Regions from separate parts of the Mus musculus genome. Here region 1 is linked to region 2. A link is a contact called in public promoter capture Hi-C data. All regions are on one chromosome and are shown on one strand. Each heading gives the region's core, a stretch centred on a gene start, on an enhancer-like site or on the middle of the called end of the contact. The rest is flanking DNA. Distances are from core to core; before and after follow the strand shown.

Region 1 (6,537 bases), core at 2,780-5,279, 350 kb after region 2:
AAGAGTTTTATAGGTCTTACAATTAAATCTTTGTCCTACTTTGAGTTAATTTTCATGTATGATTAAAGTAAGGATCAGTTGTTCAGATACCATTTGTAAAGAGACCATCAGTTTCCCTTTAGGGTGTTAACAATTTTTTTTAAAGATTTATTTATTATATATAAGTACACTGTAGCTGTCTTCAGACACACCAGAAGAGGGTGTCAGATCTCATTACAGATGGTTGTGAGCCATCATGTTGGTTGCTGGGAATTGAACTCAGGACCTTCGAAAGAGCAGTCTGTGCTTTTAACTGCTGAGCCAACTCTCCAGCCCCAACAATTTTTTTTTTATTATTCCTTGTATTTATCAGGAGACCGGGGAGGGGGAGCATGCATGCCAGGACATGTATGTGAAGGTTCCAGGATAAGTTCTTCTCTTCCACCATGTGGGTCCTGAGTATCAAACTCTACCACCAAGCTTGGCATCAAGTACCTTCACCCACTGAACCACCTCTCTATCCCCTTGGTTTTAGGACCCTAAAAAATAGATTGGGGGTTCTGGAGAGATGGCTTGATGGTTAATAGCACTGGCTGCTATACCAGAGTATCCTGGTTCAATTCCTAGTACCCACATGGCAGCTCACAACTGTGTGTGGCTCTGGTTCCAGGGGATCTGACACCTTCACACAGACACAACAACAATGCACAGAAAAAAAAAAACTGAAAAACAATTTTTTTTAGAATTATTTATTTATGTATATGAGTACACTGTAGCTGTCTTCAGACACACCAGAAGAGGGCACTGGATCCCATTACAGATGGTTGTGAGCCACCATGTGGTAGCCAGGAATTGAACTCAGGACTTCTAGAAGAGCAGTCAGTGTTCTTTTCTCTCTCTTTTTTTTTTTGTTTGTTTGTTTTAAAGATTTATTTATTATTATATCTAAGTACACTGTAGCTGTCTTCAGACGCACCAGAAAAGGGTGTCAGATCTCATTACAGATGGTTGTGAGCCACCATGTGGTTGCTGGGATTTGAACTCAGGACCTTCAGAAGAACAGTCAATGCTCTTAACCGCTGAGCCATCTTGCCAATCCCCAGAAAATAATTCTAAAAATATGTACATCTGGACACTGAAGCCTATGGCATTGCTCTTCCCGCTATTCCGACACTGCTTTGATCCCTGTAGCTTTGTTGTAAGTCTTGACATCAGGTAGTGTGAGAATAATCCCTTTACAGCTAAGGACACTGAGGCTCTGGGGGGTGACAACCACTAACAACTGAGGTGACAGAGTAGAGGCAACAGGCTGGCCAGTGCTCCTCTCGCCAGAGTCCTCTGTGAAAGCCCGGTCTTCCCAGTCCCCCCCCTCAGTCAGCAGCACTGAGCTTTGGGCTGCTCCTGGCAAGGGGCTTGCTGTATCTCCTTTCCAAACCTCACTGGGCAGGAAGACATGACCCCACCTCTGAGACCTCAGGAGAGCTCATGCTGGGCCGGTGTGGGCCTGTCAGCACTCACAGCCTGTTCACTCACAGAGAAAGGTCATTGAACCACAAGGCTCCCTGTGCGGCTGGGAAATGTCCAGGTGGTGGTCAGGACACAGCCATTTGGGAGAAGTGCTCCTCTTGGGGACTTCTGAGTCTCAATCTTACCTCACCTCTGCGTTCTCCTTTTGTAGTGGTTGGCTTGCAGCCCTATCTACGATGAAAAATGGGCCCTTAGCTGTGACCATCATCATGATGGTAGTGGCTGGCTTCTTTACCCTCTGTGCTGGGCTTTCACTCTTCCTCCTGCAGCGGGTAAGTAGGACAGAGCCAACAGCGAACCCCAGTAAAATGCCCATCTCTCCTGGGCAGGCACAAATCTAAATATGCCTTGCTCCTGAAGCTCTCAGGGGCCCAGCACCTCATCCAAGGCTATGGGTAAGCAGCCAGGCAGGGTTGACCCCTCCAGTGGCTGCCACCATACCCTGATGGCTAGGTTTGCTCTGGGCTCTTCTCACCCCAGCCTCCTTCCCTAGGTACACGCCTTCTACCGCCGAACAGGAGCCAGCTTCCAGCAGGCCCAGGAAGAGTTCTCCCAGGGTATCTTCAGCAGCAGAACCTTTCGCGGGGCTGCCTCATCTGCTGCCCGAGGAGCCTTTCAGGGGAATTAGGCTTCCCGACTCTCCTTCCCTGAGCCCTGGCCTCTCTGTCAACTGTCTTCTGAGCTGCACTTTCCTCGGGTGCCTTATGCAGTGACTACACCAGCACAGACCTGGCAGGGATTTGTCTTGTCCCTGCTCCTCCCTCAGTAGTCAGCTTTCTCCTCTACAAGAGGGAAGGAGAGGAAGGGACAAGGACTTTAAAAAAAAAAAAAACACATGGGAAAAGAAAAAATAACAAAGCTGTCTTTCCTTTTCTAATGGTGGCTTGGTCTGATTTTGTCTGGAAGCAATGGGACTGTTTTCCCTGAAAACAAATGGACTCATGTGCTTGGGATCATGGGCCAACCTGGGCTCACTGTACTGGGGATTTTCCACAGGCACCCTGTACTTCACTCCCTCCCTCTACAGGCTCCATGTGTATTGGGTCTCCACAACCTTGCCTTTCATGCTTGGGCTTCCTAAGTCCCCCAGTGGCTCTACTCTAGGTGAGCTGTGTTCTGGGTGGGAGCACAGAAGTCTCCCAAGTCCTCTTCCGGTGAGCTCCTGGTGTTCTTCACAACCGAGTCATGACCCTGTGCCTGCTACGACTCATGTGTGATAGCACCTTGTGCCCTCTGGGGGCCCTCCCTAGCCTCTCTTCAGACTTCTGAATGTACAGTAAGTGGGGTTGGTTGAGACTTGGGGGATGAGGAGGGGACGAAGACAAGTAAGTCAAGTCCTGCCCAGCCTCTACCAGTCTTGTGAGAGGGTAGATGTCTGCTTGTTTTGGCTTCTCTCCTCCCAAGGGACTCTGCCCCTCTGCCTTAGCTTGGCCCCTGCCTATCTTCAGCAATACTCACCTCTTAAAACGCTTAGGGTCTTTTGGAAGAAATCAGTCCTGAACTATGTCCTGCAGGCAGGACTGCCGAGCCTTCTTTCTGAGGGTTCTTCCCACAATGGAGTCTAGGTCCCTTTCTACTTGTCCTGGGGGCTCCACGGGTGTGTCACTGCAGTGGCACCTAAGAAGCCGCTGTGGAAACCTGGACCCTGTGTTTTGTCAGTACTGCGAGAGCTCACCAAGCTGGCCAGTCTCCTGCCCCTGGGAACTGGGGCCCTCCTGAGACTACCCTCATGCTGTCAGCCCTAGAGCCACCAAGTGGTAATGTCAGCCACCGGGGTTTTGTAAACTTCCTGGTATTATTTTCCTCCATGTACAGATGTATATGTCATGTCTCAATTTTTGTGCTTAAATAAAAAGATTTTCGGACAGCACTGGCCCTGATGTCAATGGTGGACTTGGGAGGGCTATAGCCTACTGAAGTACAGACTAAGGGCCTACTAAGATAGGTGAGGTGACAGTTAAGGTTGTTGGTGGCTGAGCTGTGCTGGACGACAGACCACTCAACTCTAGGGAAAGAGTTGAAAGGCAGAATCGAGGACCCTGGCAATGGCAACTTGGTCTCTTCCAAAGGCATTTAAATTGTTTTTCGCCAAGCATAGTGGCACATACCGTTAGTCCCAGCACTCCGAGGCCAGACTGCTCTACAAAGTAAGTTCCAGGAGAGCCAGGGCTACTCAGAGAAACCTTGTCTTCCAAAACCAAATAAACGAATGAATAAGGGCCAGAGCACGTGTGATGATCAGAGAAGAACTTGCTGGAGTCCGTTCTCCCTCGTCACCCTGTGGGGCCCTGGGATTTTCATATCCACTGCTTCTGGTCTTGAAGGGCAGGGAGTGAGCCAGGCTCTTCCTCCCGCCCCCTACGTAGGTGGTCTCTAGGATGCCATTCCCATGTGATCGTGTCCGCAGTCCTCGACACAACTCTACACCCACTAAAGCCTCAGTGTCTGAAACCTGCCTGGCAATCCTTGGCAGAGGGTGTCACCCAGCCCGCTGCCGGCGGGGAGGAGCCTCGGAGGGGAGGTGTCGAGCCGCGCTTCCGGCGGGCAGCGCCGGGGCCCTGCGGAGTCCCGCCTCGCCGCCCCTCGAGCGCCCCCAGCTTCTCTGCTGGCCGGAACCTGCACCCCGAACCAGGAAGCACCTGGCGGCGGGCGCGGGATGGCTGGGCCCAGCTGGGGTCTCCCTCGGCTGGACGGTTTCATCCTTACCGAGCGCCTGGGCAGTGGCACGTACGCCACGGTGTACAAGGCCTACGCCAAGGTGGGTGTGGGCGGGTCGTGCCGGAGGTGTCCCGGCGCCGGGCACCCGACTCCCGTGCCAGCCAACTCCCTGCAAGCCCGGCTGGGTCACGGGCCAAGCTGAGCAGGAAAGGCGACCGCCTTGAGAGCAGTAAGGCCACAGTGGCTGCCCAAGCTGGTAGAGGAGGCTGGAGCTAACCGCCCCTTTTAGGTTTTAAAAACAGCCACGCCAGTTTGGTCTGGAGGTGCGGGCGATGACCTAAGGGAATCTCTGTGTCAGTGGCTGAAGAACCGGCTCTGCACGGAAGTTGCCTTAGGGGCTGGGAGGAGTCTGGGGTCAGACTCCCAGGAGGCAGCACCAGTTAGAATGCAGAGTGGATAGCTCTTTAAATAGTGACATCCCCCGCCCCCTAACCCTCCCCGCCCCCCCTCTAGAAAGTGATGCGGTGGGTTAGAAGCACGGCGTTGGAGAACACTTGCTGGGGTGGGATTCCCGAATCCGGATGCCTCGTTGATTTGAGACGTGGAAGCTGGGAAACTTGGAGGTCCATGGAGAGTGGACAGACTCCAAACAGGGGAAAGTTTGCAGACTCAGAGCCCACTCCAGCCCATGGGGTCGGCCCCTTCAAAACAGACACCCCAAATTTTCTGTACCACAGAAGGATACTCGGGAAGTGGTAGCCATAAAATGCGTGGCCAAGAAGAGTCTCAACAAGGCGTCAGTGGAAAACCTCCTGACTGAGATTGAGATCCTCAAGGGCATTCGGCACCCCCATATCGTGCAGCTGAAAGACTTCCAGGTCTGAGCCCAGGAAGGGGTGCCTCCAAAGGCGGCTGGAGAAGGGACAGCGCCTAAAGCTGTCTCTCTCTCTCTCTCTCTCTCTCTCTCTCTCTCTCTCTCGCTCCCTTTTTTTGGGGGGGGTTCAAGACAGGGTTTCTCTGTATAGCCCTGGCTGTCCTGGAACTCACGCTCTCTCTCTTTACTTGCAACCACAGTGGGACAATGACAATATCTACCTCATCATGGAGTTCTGTGCAGGGGGTGACCTGTCTCGCTTCATTCATACCCGCAGGATCCTGCCTGAGAAGGTGGCCCGTGTTTTCATGCAGCAGTTGGGTAAAAAGCTTGTGACACACCCCGTGGCTTCTTCTCCCCTATCCCAATGCTTTGCAGTCTGCCATGTTGTGTCCCTAGCATCTGTAGGGAATTCAGGCTTCCACATGGAGAACATGATGTAAGAACCTTGTGGCATCTTCCAGGGCCCAGTAGGTGGAACCCAAGTGCTTTAGTGAGGGAGAATGCAACGTCCTTAAGGGCTGGGGCTTTTCTGGAGGCTCCTTGAAGGGAGGGTGGTTTTATGAAGGGTACAGAGAACAGGCACTTGGGAACTCTTAGAAGTAGCCAGAGTCTGTTGCTTCTATATATTCTGTAGCTCAGCCAGAACAGCGCTGCAGTAATAGAGCTGTACGGGGATAGGTGGAGGCCTGGGGAGGGGAGAGGCAGGTGGGAAAGAGGCTCTGACTTATTTTCTGGTGGCTGACTCCTCAGCTAGTGCCCTGCAGTTCCTGCATGAACGAAACATCTCTCACTTGGATCTGAAACCGCAGAACATCCTGCTGAGCTCTTTGGAGAAGCCCCACCTGAAACTGGCAGGTCTGCGTCTGGAACAGCAGGGTGGCAGTTCATTTAGAGTGGGTGAACAGTGAGCTCCTGGCTGTGCTGCTTCCTCAGCGGCCTGGTTCCCAGGGGTCGCTCTGTTAAGTCATTAGTGACAGATCAGGAGGTGTAGAGCTGAGCCCGGCGCCAAAAGGTAGCACCCATTCCCAGGCTGCCCACACTTTCTGTCCTGCAGGGTGGTGGGTGGAGCTAGGGATCAAGTCTGAATTAGAGTTGGGGTTCAGTCTGGAACTAGTGCCAATGTGTGACCAGCATCCAGGATCAGTCTGTGAGCTCTGTTCTTAGGGTTAGGGCTCAGTCTGGACGGCTGAGGAGAACACTTAACAGTGGACAGGTGTTTGTGGTTCTGGTAAGATATAAAGAATGGGCTTGAGTTTGGAGGCCAGTGATCATGACGTAACTTAGTTCTGGGGCTGGGATGGGGCTTTCTGTGGAATTGTATTTGAGATAGGTTTAAGGAAAAGGTGCTTAAGAGGCCATGTGCCATGCAGAGGGTTTCCCCGAGCCGCCCCCCCCCCCCCAGGGATATAGGAGTATTGCACAGGGGAGGAGGCGGGAGTAGTACAGGTGAGTCTAGGGTGGGGAGGAGCCCTGACTGGCCTCATAGGAGCAGCTGG
Region 2 (6,301 bases), core at 2,526-5,025:
TTCACGCGCATCATTGGTCCCAATACTTGGGAGGTAAAGGCAAATGGATCTGAGTTCAAGGCCAGCCTGGTCTACATAGTAAGAACCTATCTCAAAAATGAAAAAAAGTAAAAAGTAAAACCTAAAATGTGATATGGGGGGTGGGGAGGGAGGGGACAGGCATGTATTGCATGCCTGTTATCTGGAAGGCTGAGGCAGAAAGGATCAGAACAAGATTATACAGCAAGACCCTGACTAAAGGAAGAGCTGGTAACAGTAAGGGACAGGGAGGGAGAGGGGAGACGAAAGGTAACTCTAACTTCCACTGAGAGGACAAGGTCCAAGGTGAACCCAGAAGCATTAACACTCCTAGTTCTAAGACTATGGCAACTGTCAGCTCCTAACCAAAACCAGAGATCCTATACAAATATAGGCTACAAATATAGGCTACAAATATAGTCTTCCAGTGGCTACAGTAGCATATATGTGGTGAGTCTAGATACTGGCGTTTCAGGGCAAAGTGCCATCTCTATCAGCTCTAGGCAGGCTAGATTACATCACCCAACCCAATGTGCCAATTTAAGAAGAGAATAACGGTGGAAAACCGAGAGAAGATTTATCTCAATAGGGCCACGTTGGGAAAGCCAGATAAGGGTCGAAATAACTCGAGCCAGTCCCCTCCCTCTTATGCTAACAGTCTCCTTTGGCCCAGATTGACCTTGAACTTGTTATGTCTCTCTTGAGATGACTTTGGACTTCTGACCTTCCTGTCCCCATCCTTGGAGTGCTGAGATTACAGCTGTGTGTCACTATGCCCAGTTAATGCTACCCTGGGCATTGAACCAGGTCTTGAGCATGAGGGGCAAGCATACTATGAACTGACTGACATCTCCATCCCTCCAGGTCTGTCTCTGAGGTACCAACATGTAAGCCTGTTTTGTTTTGTTGAAACAAGCTCTTGCTGTGTAGTGTGTGGAACCTCCTATGTAGAGTAGGCTGGCCTTGAATCTACAACTTTCCTTTAGCCTCTTTCTCCCAACTGCTGGGATCACAGGCCTGTGCCACCATTTGAAAACTATGGCAGGAAGTGGGAAGAGTCTTGGCCAATGTGCCTGACGGTTGACCACTACCTCAGATCTGCTTCTCTAGGGTAGTTTGAAGAAGTTAGCACTGCTGTCATGTGAAGAGGGTAATTTGGTTCCCATGAGACGATTATTCATTTCCGCCTGGTATGGTGACTCAATGCCTGTAAGTCCAGCACTCTTTCAAGCTTCAGTGTTTTGAAATCCAAGGCAACTGCAAGCTTAGGACAATGAATGACCAGACAGCTTTGTGTGGATGTTAGGAGTCTGGAGCAAGACACTGTAAAAGCTGACAGTAAGATGCCTCAGTTCCTTATCTTGCTCTGCCTTTAGCCTTGAAGTAGAGGGAGACAGGTTAGGTATCACACATTTTCAGACAGACATCACTGAGTGATTAACATGTCTATACGCACAGGCAAGCAAACGACCCAAAGTAAAGGACTTGTATAAAACAAAGGCAGAGGTCCTAGGTTCTGTCTTGCTTATTGCCACATGCAGGCCCACGAGGTGTTGATACCATGAGGTGTTGTTTAGCACAAGCAGTTTCTAAGTACCTGTTCATGAATATCTGTGCTTAGCAGAAGGAAATTATTAAAGACTCCTTGGAGTCTTAGCAAAACTCAAAAATCAAGGCCAGGGAGAGTGGTAGAAGTTTATAGTCCCAGTACTTGCTTGTTGGGGCTTCTATACTGAGGTTATTCCCGGTCACAGCGAGTCTGAGATTAATGTTGGATACGTGAAACCCTGCCTCAAAACAAAGCAAAACCTCTCAAGCACAACTAGCCCGGCCTGTGATCCCCGCTACACAGGAAGGTGACGTGGAAGAGACTGAAAGTTCAGATCCAGCCTGGGATATAGAGTGAGTTCAAGGCCAACCTAGGCAACTCAGGAAGAACATGTTTCAAAAATAAGAAAGTGGGCTGGAGAGATGGCTCAGCTGTTCAGAGCACTGATTGCTCTTCCAGTGGTCCTGAGTTCAATTCCCAGCAACCACATGGTAGCTCACAACCATCTGTAATGGGATGCAATGCCCTCTTCTGGTGGGTCTGAAGGTAGCAACAGTGTACTCACATTAAATAAATAAATCTCTTTAAAAAAAAAAATAAGAAAGTAACCTAGGTGTGACATCTCATACCTGAAATCCCGGAACCTGAGAGACATAGTCAAGAAGATCAGGAGTACAAGGCTATCCTTAGCAACATATTGAGTTCAAGGTCAGTCTGGACCACAGGAGAACTAACCCAACAAAAACAAACTGTAATTTTGAGATAGGGTCTCAGGTAGATTGAAATTCCTTTGTGGCTGGGGCAGTCATTGAATTCCTGATTCTCCTGTCTCCACCTCCCAGCTGCTGAGACTGTGGGTATGCACCATCTTGTCCAGCTCAATGGTTTAATTCTCTTCTACCATCACACAAATAAGCAGTAAGAGGACATTGTCAGGCCAGGGGCCAGCCTGGAAGAAAAGAGCAGGAAGAGGAAGCAGAAGCCCCTTTGGAGGTAAGATTTGAGTCTTGGGTTGGCGTCCCAGCAGGGCATCGTTATTCCTCAGAATGAGCAGCAGTATCCTATGAGGCTAAAGATGGGCCAGGAAATCTTGATAATAGCCAATCAGACTGCCTGGTTCAGTAGAACTAGCCACTTGACCTAGCTTCTGGCAGGGTTCACAGAATGCTTCTAGCTCTCACCACCAGCTTAGAAGATGGAATGATGAACCAGAACTAGATGAGAAGAAGCTGGCAGAATGTTAACCAAGACCTTTCCTAGACCCTGAAGGATCCACGGCTTGAACCTTGAGATCAGCAGAGAATCAAAGATTGGGGAATCCCGGGATTGTGACTTCCCTCATTTGTATATACCTCCGTAGTAAGTATGTGCATGTGCAAGTGTGTGCTCGTGTGCGTGCACACATACATACATACATACACACACACACACACACACACACACACACACACACACACTGACCCAATTCACACCTTTAGCTGTGGGACCCATTCTGGCTGTTCTTCCTGCCTGGAACTCTTGTCCTGGAAGCACAGTGGTTAGACAGTCTCTCTCATATGTCTCTCTGTAGCAAGAACATAGCCAGGGCATGTGAGAGAAGTTAGGCTGGTTTTGGCCTGGGATTGACCCAGTACTGAGACCTCTAGTACCACATGAAGAATTCTGACCTGGGCGTGATGGCGCACACCTTTAATCCCAGCACTCAGGAGGCAGAGGCAAGCGGATTTCTGAGTTCGAGGCCAGCCTGGTCTACAAAATGAGTTCCAGGACAGCCAGGAACTATACAGAGAAACCCTGTCTCAAAAAAAAAAAAAAAGAATTCTAAATTGGAAAGGAACTGGGTGGAGTCCTAGACACCCCACTCTTTCCTACCTAGTCTTTACAGAAATCTCCAGTCTTGTCTTGTCCTTGTTGGGCTGAGCCTCATAGTGCCCTCTCTGATGACCAAGATGACATCCAGGGACTAAGGTCTCATGAATAGTGAAAGACTCCATGACACTCTTTCTCAAACAGGAAGAGGGTACCAGGAAGAGGATGGGGCCTTGGTGCCCCATCTCTGAAACTAGGAAGGTTCCTATTAGAAGATATGTAAGCAAAGATGAGCATCTGCTGGCCCAGCTGCCTGTGTGTCTAGGCAAATGTCTACCTGGTTCAGAACCCATCCCCGTGTGTTCCACCATACCTACTAACCCCTCAAGACCCTTGGAGCATGTACACATTCTCTCTGAGCCAGGACACAAGAAGACCGTGCACAACATCTACTGCAGAGAGTACAAGGTAGGATACAACCTGTGGGAATCCATGACTTAGTTACCAGGGTAAGAGGGCTCCCCAGCACTTGGCTGTTAGGGACTGAGAGTGACAGGGCTGAGGTGTAGGTGTCCGTATCATGGGGCTTTAAGAAGAAGAGAACCTACTAGAGAGTCCTTACTAGAGGATTGAAATTGACCCACATGAAAAATATTATCAAGCCCTGTGGCTGGACCTTGGGACAGACTAGCACTTAGGAATCTCGTCCTTACTTTGCTGACATTTTGTGACATTGGTGTGAGGCCAGATTCCATTCAACTTACTCCAAGTGCAGGTGGGATTGCATCTGGCCAGGGAGAGCTAGAAGAGCCTCGCCCTCATCCACAGTGATCCTAGACACTTGCCATAGCCTTAACACTGATTCTGACAAGAGATTATTTCTCAGTTTTCAGACATGCCAAATCCTGATTTCATTCTCTTCCCACTGGGACTTGAACCCAGAGTCTTTGCAAAGTAACTCCAGGAGAGTACTCCACCACTGAAATGTGACACTAGCCTCTGTTTTACTTACTTTTGAGACAAGATCTTGATAAGTTGCCTAGGCAGGCCTTGAATTTACCATTTTCCTGCCTTAGCCTTCTGAGTAGCTAAGTTTCCAACCCTGCATAACCAGGAAAGTCCAGACTGGTTTGGTCTCTATTTATTTACTTTCTTATTTACTTACTTTATTTCTTTTTAGACAGGGACTCACTATGTAGACCAAGCTGGTTGCCCTCAAACTCATGATGATCCCCTGCCTCTGACTTCTAAGTGCCAGGTTGAAAGTATACCATATGCCTGGCTCCCTAGGCAGCTACAGCTTTTCCCACTGTGGTCTCAACTAATTCCAGTTTGACAGTTTGAGCTCAGTCTGGTCAGGAGGGTGTCAGAGGGGCAGATGGGAACCCAGAGTCTTGCAGTATGAGCAAGGCTTACTCTTTAGAATAGAGCCATCAAAAATAAAATAAAATAAAAATAAAGAAAAAAGAGAAAAATTTAGCCGGGCAGTGGTGGCACATGCCTTTAATCCCAGCACTCGGGAGGCAGAGGCAGGCGGATTTCTGATTTCGAGGCCAGCCTGGTCTACAGAGTGAGTTCCAGAACAGCCAGGGCTATACAGAGAAACCCTGTCTCGAAAAAGCAAAAAAGAAAAGAAGAAGAAGAAGAAAAAGAAGAAGACTAGAGCCATAACAGACAGGATTTTCCTCAGCCTGAGGCTGTCTGGAAAGCAGTAGCCCCGCCCACCTGGCAAGAGTGGCACAAAGTGTTAGAGCCAATCTCCATCCTCCTCCTAGAGGGCAGAGGCTTCTTGGCAGCACCAGGGGTACCAGGTCAGACCTGGGTATCCAGGGGACACAACTGAGGGAAGAGTTAAGGAAGAGGGGTGTGTACAGGCTTGGGGACAGGTGAGGAGGACTGGGAAGAGCAGCTTCAAGGAGAGGAGTGATCGTGAATTCAGGATTGCGGGTGGGAGTTGTCAGAAGCCAAAGCTCTCTTCTCTCCCTGGGAGACAGCTGTCCCATAGCACCTCCAAGGAGGGCAAGGAACAGGCAGTGGCTTCCTGGGACCAGCAGAGTATAGGGCTACAGATAGCAAGCAACAAAGAAGCCAAGGGAGCGGGTTGAGTGGGAAGGCCTGTAGGATTGTGGATCTGTGGCCTGGGGTAGAACTGTGTCATAAATGATAGTTTTTTTGTCTTAGGAAATATTTCTAGTAGCTGTGCTTACTGATCTATGGCTCTAATCCAAGAGGGAGGCTGAAACAGGAAGCTTGCAGATTTAAGAACAGTCTAAGCTTCGAGTGAGTCAAGGCCAACCCAGGCTACTTAGTGAGACCATGTCTCAAGATTTAAAACAAGAAAAGAAAAAGCTAAAGGGCTGGGGATATAAAAGGTAGCACCATAGGGCAACATGCCAAAGTCCTTAGTCAGTTGAGCTAAACAGATAAATAAGCAGACAGACAAACACCTCCAGGTGGGAAGGGGTATGCCCAAGTAGAAGGGGCTGGGGGTGGTAGGATCCCGGCTGGGATGTCCCAGGCCCAGTTGCTTTGGAGGATTCCCTCTTTTGGGATTCTAGTTATTTTCTCCCCGTCAAGCCTCGCTGACAAAGACTAACGTTGACCCTGGGAACAGGGCTGCTGGTCCAGAGAAGGCCAGGACCTCTTAGGGGAAAAGGCTGCAAACCTAGAGAGAGGGCTGAGACCAGGGGTGCTAAGAGGTTCTCACACTGCTGGTCTCCTACAGTGTGAGAGAGCAATCCTTAGATTTCTATTGCTGTGGTAAAGACTATAACCAAAAACAATTTAGGGAGAAAAGGGCTTATTTAACTTAAGGGTTACATTCCATCAGGCAAAACGAAGGCAGAATTCAGGGTGGGAACATGGAGGCAAGAACAGAGGTAGAGTCCGTGGAGGAGGGCGACGCACTGGCTTATTCTCCCCACT

What was found. Capture Hi-C pulls out chosen DNA fragments and counts their contacts.
Region 1: a contact with region 2 is called in a promoter capture Hi-C map of adipose tissue. The contact joins the promoter of Ulk3 here to the promoter of Trcg1 in region 2. A contact is called at or near these places in 2 of 39 promoter capture datasets (embryonic stem cells and hippocampal neurons), 1 of 484 Hi-C or Micro-C datasets (Sertoli cells), 1 of 115 datasets of contacts at active chromatin or transcription factors (large pre-B cells) and 1 of 9 other capture datasets (adipose tissue).

Annotation. Positions count from the first base shown.
Region 1 is chr9:57,585,423-57,591,959 of GRCm38.p6, forward strand. Ulk3 (unc-51-like kinase 3) reads left to right here and starts at 4,030. Exons shown (of 16, transcript NM_027895.1): 1 at 4,030-4,264; 2 at 4,902-5,042; 3 at 5,239-5,359; 4 at 5,792-5,896. The coding sequence starts at 4,163. It overlaps Scamp2 (secretory carrier membrane protein 2), which reads left to right. Exons shown (of 9, transcript NM_022813.3): 8 at 1,658-1,778; 9 at 2,000-3,376. The coding sequence ends at 2,134.
Region 2 is chr9:57,232,781-57,239,081 of GRCm38.p6, forward strand. Trcg1 (taste receptor cell gene 1) reads left to right here and starts at 3,776. Exons shown (of 13, transcript NM_001014398.2): 1 at 3,776-3,844.